Regions from separate parts of the Rattus norvegicus genome. Here region 1 is linked to region 2. A link is a contact called in public Hi-C data. All regions are on one chromosome and are shown on one strand. Each heading gives the region's core, a stretch centred on a gene start, on an enhancer-like site or on the middle of the called end of the contact. The rest is flanking DNA. Distances are from core to core; before and after follow the strand shown. Region 1 has its middle 11 kb from the start of Rps18l5. Region 2 overlaps Nfia (nuclear factor I/A).

The links. Hi-C and Micro-C count contacts between places; a contact is called where the count stands out from the background.
Region 1: a Hi-C map of the A7r5 cell line shows a contact between it and region 2, with 6 times the contacts expected there. The contact joins two enhancer-like sites. A contact is called at or near these places in 7 of 12 Hi-C or Micro-C datasets (the A7r5 cell line, Schwann cells, frontal cortex and 4 more) and 1 of 1 datasets of contacts at active chromatin or transcription factors (oligodendrocytes).

What each region holds. Positions count from the first base shown.
Region 1 is chr5:118,098,438-118,103,820 of GRCr8, reverse strand. No RefSeq gene overlaps it. Among named protein-coding and RNA genes, the nearest start is that of Rps18l5, 11 kb to the left of the region's middle. Within about 2 kb of position 2,045, at least 56 of the 93 cell types and tissues checked have an H3K27ac peak or open chromatin away from gene starts, as enhancers often do. A contact at or near this core is called in the A7r5 cell line, where this site is marked.
Region 2 is chr5:117,884,292-117,889,559 of GRCr8, reverse strand. All of the region lies in intron 10 of Nfia (nuclear factor I/A), which reads right to left. Among named protein-coding and RNA genes, the nearest start is that of Rps18l5, 230 kb to the left of the region's middle. Within about 2 kb of position 2,134, at least 53 of the 93 cell types and tissues checked have an H3K27ac peak or open chromatin away from gene starts, as enhancers often do. A contact at or near this core is called in the A7r5 cell line, where this site is marked.

The sequences.
Region 1 (5,383 bases), core at 796-3,295, 210 kb before region 2:
ACTGTCATTTCAGTTTTTGCGAGTGCCTATGAGCCCCAAAAAGTTGAGTCTATGGGCTGTCTTATTGTGGTAGCCTTAACGCCTCTGGCTCCTATAGTCCTTCCTCCCTCTTCTTCTAGAGGGTTCCCTGAGCTCCAGCTAATGTTCGGCTGTGTTGTTTTAGATTTCTAAGTAAGAGTTTGTCAATACTCAGATACTACATTTGGGGCTAAAAATTATTACTATTTTTTGTGGTGAGTTGTATTGTTTACCTAAGACAATTGACAGTTACTCTTTCCTCTACTTACTAGGGGATGGTAACACCTTCTGCCCACAGTCGTGCCCATGAAAACACCCCCAGACATTGCAACATGTCTCTGGGATGTCAGATTGACCTCCAGTTGGGAATCACTTCCACTGAGTCCCTCCACGAGACCCTGGAGGTGTGAACCTGGGTGGACCTCAGAGGGCTCTTATGAAAAAGGAACAATTCACGTTATGCCTTCACTAACTGGCAATAGAAACACGAGACCCACTGTGAAGCTTTGCACGGGAGATAGGGAAGTGAATGGAGGCCGTGCAGGGCGAGCGATTTATCCTATCATGTAAAGGTTAGGAGCCGGAGTCAGGATTCCAGGAGGATCCCCACCACTGGGATCCGTAACAGAGGTGAGTCTCTCAAACTCTCAGAGCTTCAATGATTTCATTCTGAAAATGGGATTAAAAATGGAGACCCACATTTGTGAAGACAAATCAGATTATATACATCATGTAGTTAGCCCAGAGCCTGGAATGTAGAACGTACTTAATATTCATTCATGGCTACTATCGCCACCACGACCAACAGTTAGGATGCATTTCTATCCTTCCAGAGGTCATAGTATGTGATTTCCACTTGGTCACTGGGCTGTGGTCTGAATCTGGCGATTCAGATCCCAGTATTCTCAGAATCATAGTCCCCTGACATAATGAAGTCACAGCCTCATGCTGGACGGACCCTTTACATTAGACTTGTGGGTGTTAACGTCTAATGGGAGTTCCCTTTCGGCCAATAGATACTATCTTCACACATAGCTGTTGCTGGGAAACTCAGTAGCTGCATTATTGCACGCCTTGGAGTGCAATAGATTGGTTATATAGGATCAATACTGGATATCAACGTGTATTGATTCAAGGAACATGCACCTGCCTGAAGCTCACAAACACACAAGCTCAAAGACTTTAGGTTCTAAGAAACACTCACTTTTTAAAGCCAGTTGGCATTAGCTTGATTTTTGGAGCAAACAGCTGTATGAACAGCTGCTTTGGCTCAGAGAAGAAAGCTGGGACAGAAGCTCAGGGATCAACCACAGGTAGTTGGTGGGGCCAGTTACCTCCTTTAACCAGTCAGCTAAGAACATGTGTCAGGGCAGGCTAGCCTACAGAAAGAGGAAACGACTCTCTTCCCTTACAAAATAAACACCAAACAGGTCAGTAAAATGTAGGTCTGAACTAGGTCTATGACCACCAAACTGACATAGGAAAAGGCATTTAACTTTCAGAAACCTGTCTTTACTCGCCTGTAAAGGGAAGCTGTGGGATGAACTTGGCAGATGTAACTTACTGCTCTGCACACTGGAGAGGGGGTACTGCAGTAGTCTGTACAGTGCAGACTTACTGTAGACTTTACTAGCCATCGACAAAATGTCTGACAAACGTAAATGTAACTGAGATTTTTTTTTTCATTTTTTTAATTCATTAGGTGTCTGTTCTTTGATAGGCTGGTTTCATTCTTTGATTGGTTGGCTCGTTCATTCATCCGTTCAATCATGCCACAGTTGTCGGAGCACACACTCTTCCCTGAGCCTATACTGGGATCGTGGACTGCCTTTGTCCTCAGGTGGGGTTTATGTAAAGCAGTTAGATCAATTCCTAGGTCAGAGTGCAGGCCTTTGTTGGAAATGTTGTTGCTAGTGCCTGGGACCAGGTCCGGGCATCTCAAGGCAGATTGCTTTGGGGTCGCACTGACGCTTGCCTGGTCGCCGGTAGGTGGCGCCAGACGCCCTGGAGGAAGGCGCTGCGCCGGGCCCCACTGGCCTGGCTCCGCCCACCGCCGGGTCCGGTGCCTCCCGCTCCGCCTTCCGAGCAGTCGAGTGCGTCTGAGGCGATCCCGTGCCAGGCTTGGGGACGCTGCCAGGTTTCTCTCAAATCTTGGCCCTAACAAAGGGAAGCAAATTACAAAAATGGAAATTTTCAAACTAGCGTTCAGTGGTATTGAAATCGACGTTTGTGTAGCACGCAGGCACAGACCACATTCGTGCTATTTTGTGATTAAAACGATACCTAAAATACCTCTTTGCTTTAGTTTTCGTCTTCTAAAACGGCCTCTTCCCCCCTTCTAATTGCTGCCTTACTTTGGGGGAGCGGCGAGCCCCTGGCCACGGTAGAATTGCTAACATTTGCATCAGGACAGTTGAAATCTGGCCTGGGCTGCTATTCTCTGTCTCTCTCTGTCTCCCCCCGCACCCCCCGCCAGTCCCCATCCTTCCCCCTCCCCCCTGTCTCTTAGACTCCGCTGTTTCTGTCCTCTCTCCACCCCCCCACCCCCTTCCTCCTTTTCTTTGGGAGTTGAACTTTAACCTAACCGTGTGTGTACTTTCAGCCTGGGGGAATACAGATAAAGACATTTCTAGGCACTGTACCGGGAAGGTTTGAAGGTTTGTGTTTTGTGTACTTGGTTTCAAGTCTTAGGACAGCGTGTAAATCCTCAAGGTTCATCTTGATTCAAGCAGCAAAACCCGACCATGGCCTTGCCAGAGCTCTGGTTACCTTGCTCTCACATTAAAAAAAAAAAAAAAAAAAAAAAAAAGAACAAAACCAATAAAAACCAATGATTTTGAAGCGGGTGTTGAGCTGGGTTTTGAATGGATTTTACTTAACATGAAGTTGTATAGAGAGCCGACTGTGTCCTCTTGGCTTGTTTTTGCAGTTGCTAGACAGGCCCAGTCCCCAGTGGGCTTGTGTGAAAGGCGTCCTCCTCCCACCCCAGCTCTCCGCACCATTTCTTTCCTTGGAAGCTTTGGCTGTCTCCTTCTGCAGCTGTGTTTGCAGTGCCTGGAGACAGGTGGGGGAGTAGCCTCCCGCTGAACCTGCCAATTCCCTCTCCAAGGACTGTCTGAATAGCTATTAAAAATTAAAGGACACCACACACACACACACACACACACACACACACACACACACACACACACACACTTTCGTTCTTTGTTTTCTGATGGCGGTCACCGTCACACCAGGGCAATGGTACTGCTTTGCCTTGCCGACTGAGATTAAATTCTACAGTCCTTCTCTTGTCTGCATTTTCCAGCCCACAAGAACAGCCACTGGCACATCTTCTTGGACCCTCTAGAAGATCCGGGTTCTAGGAGTGGTCAAGTGTCCACCTAGAATGACTTTTGAGAGAGAGGCTCTTCCAACTCCAGGAGATAAACACAGGAGGTAAACACAGAGCCCATGAGATCACGGTTGCAGTTAGAGGCCCTCTGTTTATCTGTATTTGGGCCTCCAAACTAGAATTTTCTAGGGCAGGTGGTAAGTGTCTACTGCACACTGGTTAGAGTTTTACAGGTTCCATAGGAGAAGCAGAAGTCAGATTTTCATTGCCAACATGGATTCAGGACCTTCCACTCAGCCACCCTTCTGCTTTCACAGGGCTGTTGCCCCCTCTTAGAATTTCTCCTCATCTTCTCTTGATTAGCAAACTTTAGGTCTCTTTTAAGACTTCTTTCAAACACACCCTCTCCAGTCTATCTGTGCTTGGGTACCCCTGTGGAGTCAATAATCCTGTCATAAGTTCAATGTGACAAAGTGCTTGACATATCATGTGCTATGCTGATCTCTCTCTCCCTTTCCCTCTCTCTTCCTCTCCCTCTCCCCTCTCCTCTCCTTTCCCTTCCTCTCCTTCTCCCTCCCTCCCCCTTTCTTCCCTGAGAGAATATATTCTTTGCTCAGGCCAGGATCTCGTAGCCATCACATCAGAGATGCCCGGACAACTCTATGTGATGATAAGGAAACACACCTGGTTCTTAAATGGTCCCAAAGGGCCGCCTTGTTTTTTCTTGGGTTCTTGTTCCATTGGCAGGCATCTCTAAATATGTCTGTAGAGTGGAAAGGAAAATCTTCAAGGTTATGTTCACATGTGACTTTTCCATAGTTCAGGGAGAGTCTTCTAGTAATGAAGGTTTGATGAGCACATAGATGGAAACTCTTATGTCCCGGCATGAGCTCAAGCACAGGACCAACACCCTCTGAAGACTGAACTGAGAAAGTTTCAGGTACCCGTGTGTGCTCTAGTGTATGCTTAAGGGTTGGAGAAACAAGCTGTATTCAGCAGACTTGATTCACTCACTTGCTTAAGCTAGAAACCTGGAGATGTGCTTGAGACCCCTCTCCCCAACTTCTCACGTTTAGTTTCCAAGTCATGTCACTTCTTGGAAATACCCTCAGATCTCTTCACTGGTCCTCATCTCAGCTGTGTTCTAAGCCATTACCACTTCCTACTCAGTTGCAATGCCTCTCCATCTTCCTGTCTCACCGTCCTGTGACACTCAAGCAAGCCTTGTATAACCCCTTGCATGCCTTCGTGTAGCCCCCCCACTCCTTACCCCATCTTTTTGGCACCCTCAGTATATTGTGCTTCACGTCTTTGAACTTGGCAAACTCTCATTGGTTTTGAAGGCTTATCCTTGAGGTCTTCTGGGAATATCTCTTCTTCAGTGTTCAGTCTTGAAGAGCACATCTTTGGAGGTATAACCCATACTTCTCCCTACTCTATCCCTTCTGGATCAATCAGATAACCATTATTGTCGCTCCTGACGTCTGAGTCTTCCTTCTCACCACTCTTCATGGGTTATAAGTATAAAGTTACTGCTTTTGATTTATTTCCTGTCTGCCTTTTTGTATATGATATATTCCATGGAGTAGGAATCATTTCTCATGCTCCAAAGCATTCACTGGCACAGTCAGTGCCCAACATATATCAGGTGGCCGAGAAATAATATTTGGGTGTTGATACAAGGAGAAATGCTAGCAGGCCGTCTGTCATGGACATGTGACATGAAAATTGTCACATGTAAAACTAGTTTCATACCATGAACAAGGAAGCTCATCTGAAACAAGATGTTTGTGCGTGAGGAGCAAGTCAAGGGGAGACTTGAGCTGTAGTGTGATGTCCTCCAGCCCTTCCCTACTGCTATTTGAAAAATCGGAAGAGAACGAGAGAAAAGAATATTTGTTTTACAGCTCCACCATGATCTAGCCCTCCCTTCTCTCTCCCCCTTGCATCAAGTACATCCTGTACTTTTGGCAACATGTTGACTGGATATTTAAAAGCTGTGAACTGTTCTGAAAATTTCACATACTGGGT
Region 2 (5,268 bases), core at 885-3,384:
TGGGATCAGAATTGACCTTGAGGAGGGGGTGGTTCTTGTGGACAACAAAAGACAGATGATAGTAAATCCCAAGCCAAGGAGATTTATCTTACTCCTCTGACATTAAAATTCACTGCCTTTGTGGGCTTTGCCAATGTTTTGAGTATATCTTACTAAGTGAGGACTTTCTGGCCACATGGCATTCACATTAGGTTTTGTAACCTAGTGGTGAGCAATTATAGGAGGACAAGGAACCTGGCTATCTTATTAGTACCTAGCACCATGCCTGGGAGCGCTCACACTTTTCAATGGGATGTAGATACTAAGGACAGGTGCCGAGCCTACGAACACAGCATTCTGTAGGTGACCCGTGATAGCAGTTACAGCAGAAAGGTCTGGTGGCAAACACATTGGTGACATGGTGGGTGGGAAGTCGGACTGGAGTATTTATGGTGGCAAATCATCTTCCTTTCAACTGAATATATATACACAAGTATATTCTTAGAAAAGATACGTAATAAATAAGATGGCTCCTTATGAAGTCAAGTTCATGGTGGAAATGAGACCACTGTAGACCTCATTTATGTTTCTGTTCACTCAGAAAAGCCTTCGAGCTTTCTGCCAGCTTGTGGAGCCAGTCTTGTGTCCCTTTCAGAAATGTCCAGGTAACTACCTTTGTGTCTGCTGCATCCTTTGTCAACAAAGAAAGTTCGCTCAACAAAATGAGCTATTACAGAGCAATCTCAAAACTAATGTCTCAAGTGAAGCTAAAAATTGTATGACTTTTTTCCCCAGCTTTCTTCTAAGTATTCTGAAGAATTCAGTACTTTTTGCAAGAGTCAGAAAACCTACCAGCTTCTAGGCAAGGCTAATGGCTGTGAGCTCTGTATTGAAAACATCAGGGGGGTTTACGTCAGTCAGAACTGATTCTGGAGGGCTAAGGCTCACTCTTGTGGGGGTGATTCAATTAGGGGAAAGTCGGGACTCCTTTGATCCCAGGGATAAACGGCTAAATGATAGCTCCGTGGAAGTTGGTGTAAAATTTCCTGGTCACACAAGGCACCTTTGATTTCCAAAGGCGCTTATAAGAAAACAAAACAAAACAAAACAAAAACCTTTAGCTCAAATCACAAAACTCCTCATCCTGTAGACTCGTAGATTTTACTCTCTGACCAATAAAGCTGCTTATATCTGGAAAAGAAATCACCCTGCTAAGGGCACATGGCCTAAATCGAAGTGGACAAAAGAAAAGATCAGTAAGAAAGAAAGGGGACGGAAGCAATCTCCAAACCATGTTTGTTTTAAGTCTCTCCTGATCTCTGACACAGATCCATTTTCCATATCTGCTCTTACACAGAACAGTCTCAAACTGAGTGGCAAGTGCTGTTCTCAATCTGTCTGCATGCTTTCGAAGGCAGTTGTGAAATTCCGGACTTCTTCAGTGTGGCAGTCCTGAAGTAAAGGCCTGGGACCCAGTGAGTCACCAGGGGGAGCAGTTTTCCGTCCCATAGTTTCTGTACCCAGGGCGCTACAAAAATCAGCAGTGCCCCCCCGCCCCCGTACTTCTGTTAAAAGGCGAAGCAAAGCTAACCAAAGCAAAGGAAAAAAAAGTTTCTTCACACATCTTGCTATTCAGTGTGTGCCTCACCCACAAGGTTACCCCAGAGCAGCTCTGTAACCCTTCACTGAAATAGGCTTTATTGATTGCTCTGGTCTATTGTTCTCTTTTCAAGTCCCCCAAGTTCAAGTTCATCCTGGTGTTACATCATGTCTGGTTGCTCTTAGCAACCAGACAGACCCAGACGTGACTATCATTAGCAAGAAACCCGCCACTCTCCTCCCACCAACCTTCCAGTGGCTCTGACGTAGCAGGCCCACTGCAAACACACTGAAGTATTTATTCTGCCTAATTTATGACCTACCCAGCAAGCTAGACCCCCACTCCAAAAACCAACACTGTTGTATATTTAATTAATCTGTCTTTCTTTGGCATTCGAGAAAGTTAGACAAAGGACTAATTATTGTGTTTCGCTCTCCACACTTTTCTTTTGGGGGGGGGGTGAATATTTGCCTGGGAAAGAAAGCGATGAGGCCCCGAGTTGGCCCCTCCCCCTTTCCTTTCTGCCCTTTTGACATCTCATGAAATACTTTAGCTGCTTAAGGGAGTTAGGAAAAAAAAACTGCACTGTGAATGTTACTCCTTCTGAGTTGGTACTCAGTAACACAAATCAACTCACGACATGTTTAAATTTAAATGCTAACCACACGCTCTCAGAGTTACTTTAAAGGTTAGTTTTTAATCGATAGAAGGTGCTGACTCTGGGTTTTTGAGCTGCGCGCTGCAACTCCGGGGCTTTTGTCTAATGGTAAAGCTTGGGAACTTTTTTTTCCTTGAGATGATTTTAGCAATGATTTGCAGATACTGAGACCATTGTGCTCCGACCAGCAACATGTCAATAGAGGAGCTGAGCTGCCCTGTGGTGGGCTGTCAATATGACTCCTAAGGCAGGGGTTGGGGGTCTTTAATAACCCGTGAAAAAACGTTAATTAACCCTTTCAGGCCCAAACCAAAACCTATTCTCCCACTTTTCACTCCTGTAATTTGACCATTAGTACTTATTTCAACATCACACTAATCTTCATGACAATTAACCCAGCTACTTGACCAAGGGCTTCCAGAATGGGAAGTCAGTTAGGGGGAACCACACACGAACATTTTTTTTCTTTTTCCTTTTCTTTTTTCTTTCTTTCTTTCTATTTTTTTGAATGAGGTCTCTTAGTAAATGATCTTTAGAAATGTAGCCGAGAAACAGTTGTAAACAATAAGAAATTAATCCGTTTTGCCAAGGTTTCGATCCGTCCATTCGTAGCTGAAGACACTGGTGGTGACAATGTGACAACCGCCCACACAGAGGTGCCCCTGGCTTTCTTTAGGCTTCCGTGAACTGCCAATCGCATCAGATGGGTAAGGCAAGAGCAGGAAAGACTCTTTTTCTTGTGGCATTTTCCTTTTAATTTCGATTACTTGAAAACGTTGCAAGTGTGAGAACACTCACTAAAGAATGACTCTGCACCTTTCTTCTTGGGGCAGAAAGAAGAGTCGGTGACTGGGAAATTCTTGGGTTGAATCAAGTCATTGGGGGAAATACTGGCACATGAAACAAAATTCATCGGTGCAGAGTCAGAAAATCATCCTCACATCTGACATCTGCTTGGGTTTCATATGGCTTCTGCCTTCATACTTTATAGGCCCTTAATCTGCCCTACTGTATCCAGGCCACTACAAAGGACTCTCTGTCCCTTATCTGCAGAGTGGCAATATTACAGTACTGCATGGGAGGATGTTATCTTGATACATTTACATCGAGGAAGTAAACACTGAGCTTTGATCTATCCCCCCCCACCCCCACAGGAACATTCAACTACAGTTTGATTTGGTGGCCCATAAATCCACACTCCCACGGAGGCTCTAGTTTCAAGAAATTAGCCACGTTACATTCTCAACGTCCATAGTTTGGGATGTACCAGGGGCGGGAGGGGGGACCTGTCCTCTTTCAGTGTTCAAGGTGAAACATCAAAAGAAATCTGCAGGCCAAGAGCTCAGCTTTCCTCCTAGCCGGTCAGATGGAGAAGTAATCTCATCAGGTTGGAAAGTGCTGACTCAGGATTTAATAAAGTGCCTGCAGATGCGGTGTCTCTAAGGTATTCAACTCATGTAATGCAAAACAGCTCTGCGCTGAACGAACGCGCTTATAAAATTTCATTTAACCATTGCAGCACGGTTCTCTTAGGAGTTTTATCACACTTCTCGCCCCTTAATTTACAGCTCCATGAAAAGTTCCAGCCCCATTCTGTGGGGATTCTGGAATGCTCACAGTAGTCAGGATTTACGAACCATCAACAGCCTTCATCCCACTGCATCCTAAACAAGAGGGCTGAGATGGCAGCAGGCACCGTGACAGTGGCAGGCTGGTCCTTCTCTTGTGCCTTGGTTGTGCACAGTTGCAAAGTGGAGATGGTCCTGAGTCTACTGGAGATGGGCAACCAAGACTCACCCTCCCAGTCCACAGCCAATATTACAACACATGCAACTTCTTTTACTTTCTGCTCAGAGGGCAGGGCATACATTTTTAAAAACAAAAAAGAAATAGATCTGAGATGTTTATATTTCACTTTGAAAGGGCAGAGAGAAAGAGAGAGAGAGAGAGAGAGAGAGAGAGAGAGAGAGAGAGAGAGAGCGCAGTGAAGAGCAGGACTGACTCACTGAGGCAAAATCTGTTTTTCAAATTAAAAACTTGAACAAAAGGGCCTCGGGGCAAAGTTTAACACTGCACGGAAGGAGGTTGTTAATGTGGAACCCAGAACTGGGTGTGACGCTTAGCTTTCTTCTCCGGGCAAGGTGGGTTATTTAAGGACATTTACACACATAAACGGAAATACAAAAATACAGGAAGCTCCCCCTCCAACACATCACTCCCCACCAGCCACACAAGGGACACAGCAAGCAGGTCTGCATTGAGCGCAGCTGCCATATTGTCCCTCCTGGTGATGTTGCCTCTGCTGGACCACACTAATCCAGTCGGTTAGTCATTTTTGGCTTCCTGTTCTTGTTTGCATGAACTAAGCCTACTATTTAGCACAAATGAGTTGTCCTTGGCAAATCAGCCAAAAGCTGGGGTGTGTGTGTCGGGGGGGTGTCCACCCCCCACCCCCACCCCCGGCTCTGACACAGAAGGAGTAGACAGACCTCTGTGTGTATTCCTGGCATCTCCTTTTAGGATCAACCATTTGGGAGCCCTTAGTCACTTGGTCAGTAAGTTCCAAGAGGTTCCAATTTTCTTGGTGACATGTACTTGAGGGTCTGGGAATGTTGGGAGTAAAGAAAATGTGGCATCTGCCTTTAGGGGTTTCAGTGTCTAGCAGGAAGTGGCTTGCTTAGGCTTCCATGACCTTCATGATTTCTCAAAGGATCCTGATAAACTCAGCTGATGAGGTCAAATGTCTAAAGCACCTTACTGAATTCCACTGATGGGCTGTGTCACATTATGCACACAGAGCTCTGTGCTGGGCGACCCTGGAGTGCCAGGCATGAGAGAGAATGGCAGTGGTCAGCACTGGTGTCTGGAAAGGGTGACATGCTGTACACAGGTGTTAGTTATGGGTATTGCCAGCCTCAGGCTTTGATGTCCGAAGCCATTTTACTTGTCTGATTTTATTTTGTTAATTAAAGAAAGCCTGTTTTCAATAACTCTAAACCAAGACTTGTTTATTGTGCAGGAAACTATTAAA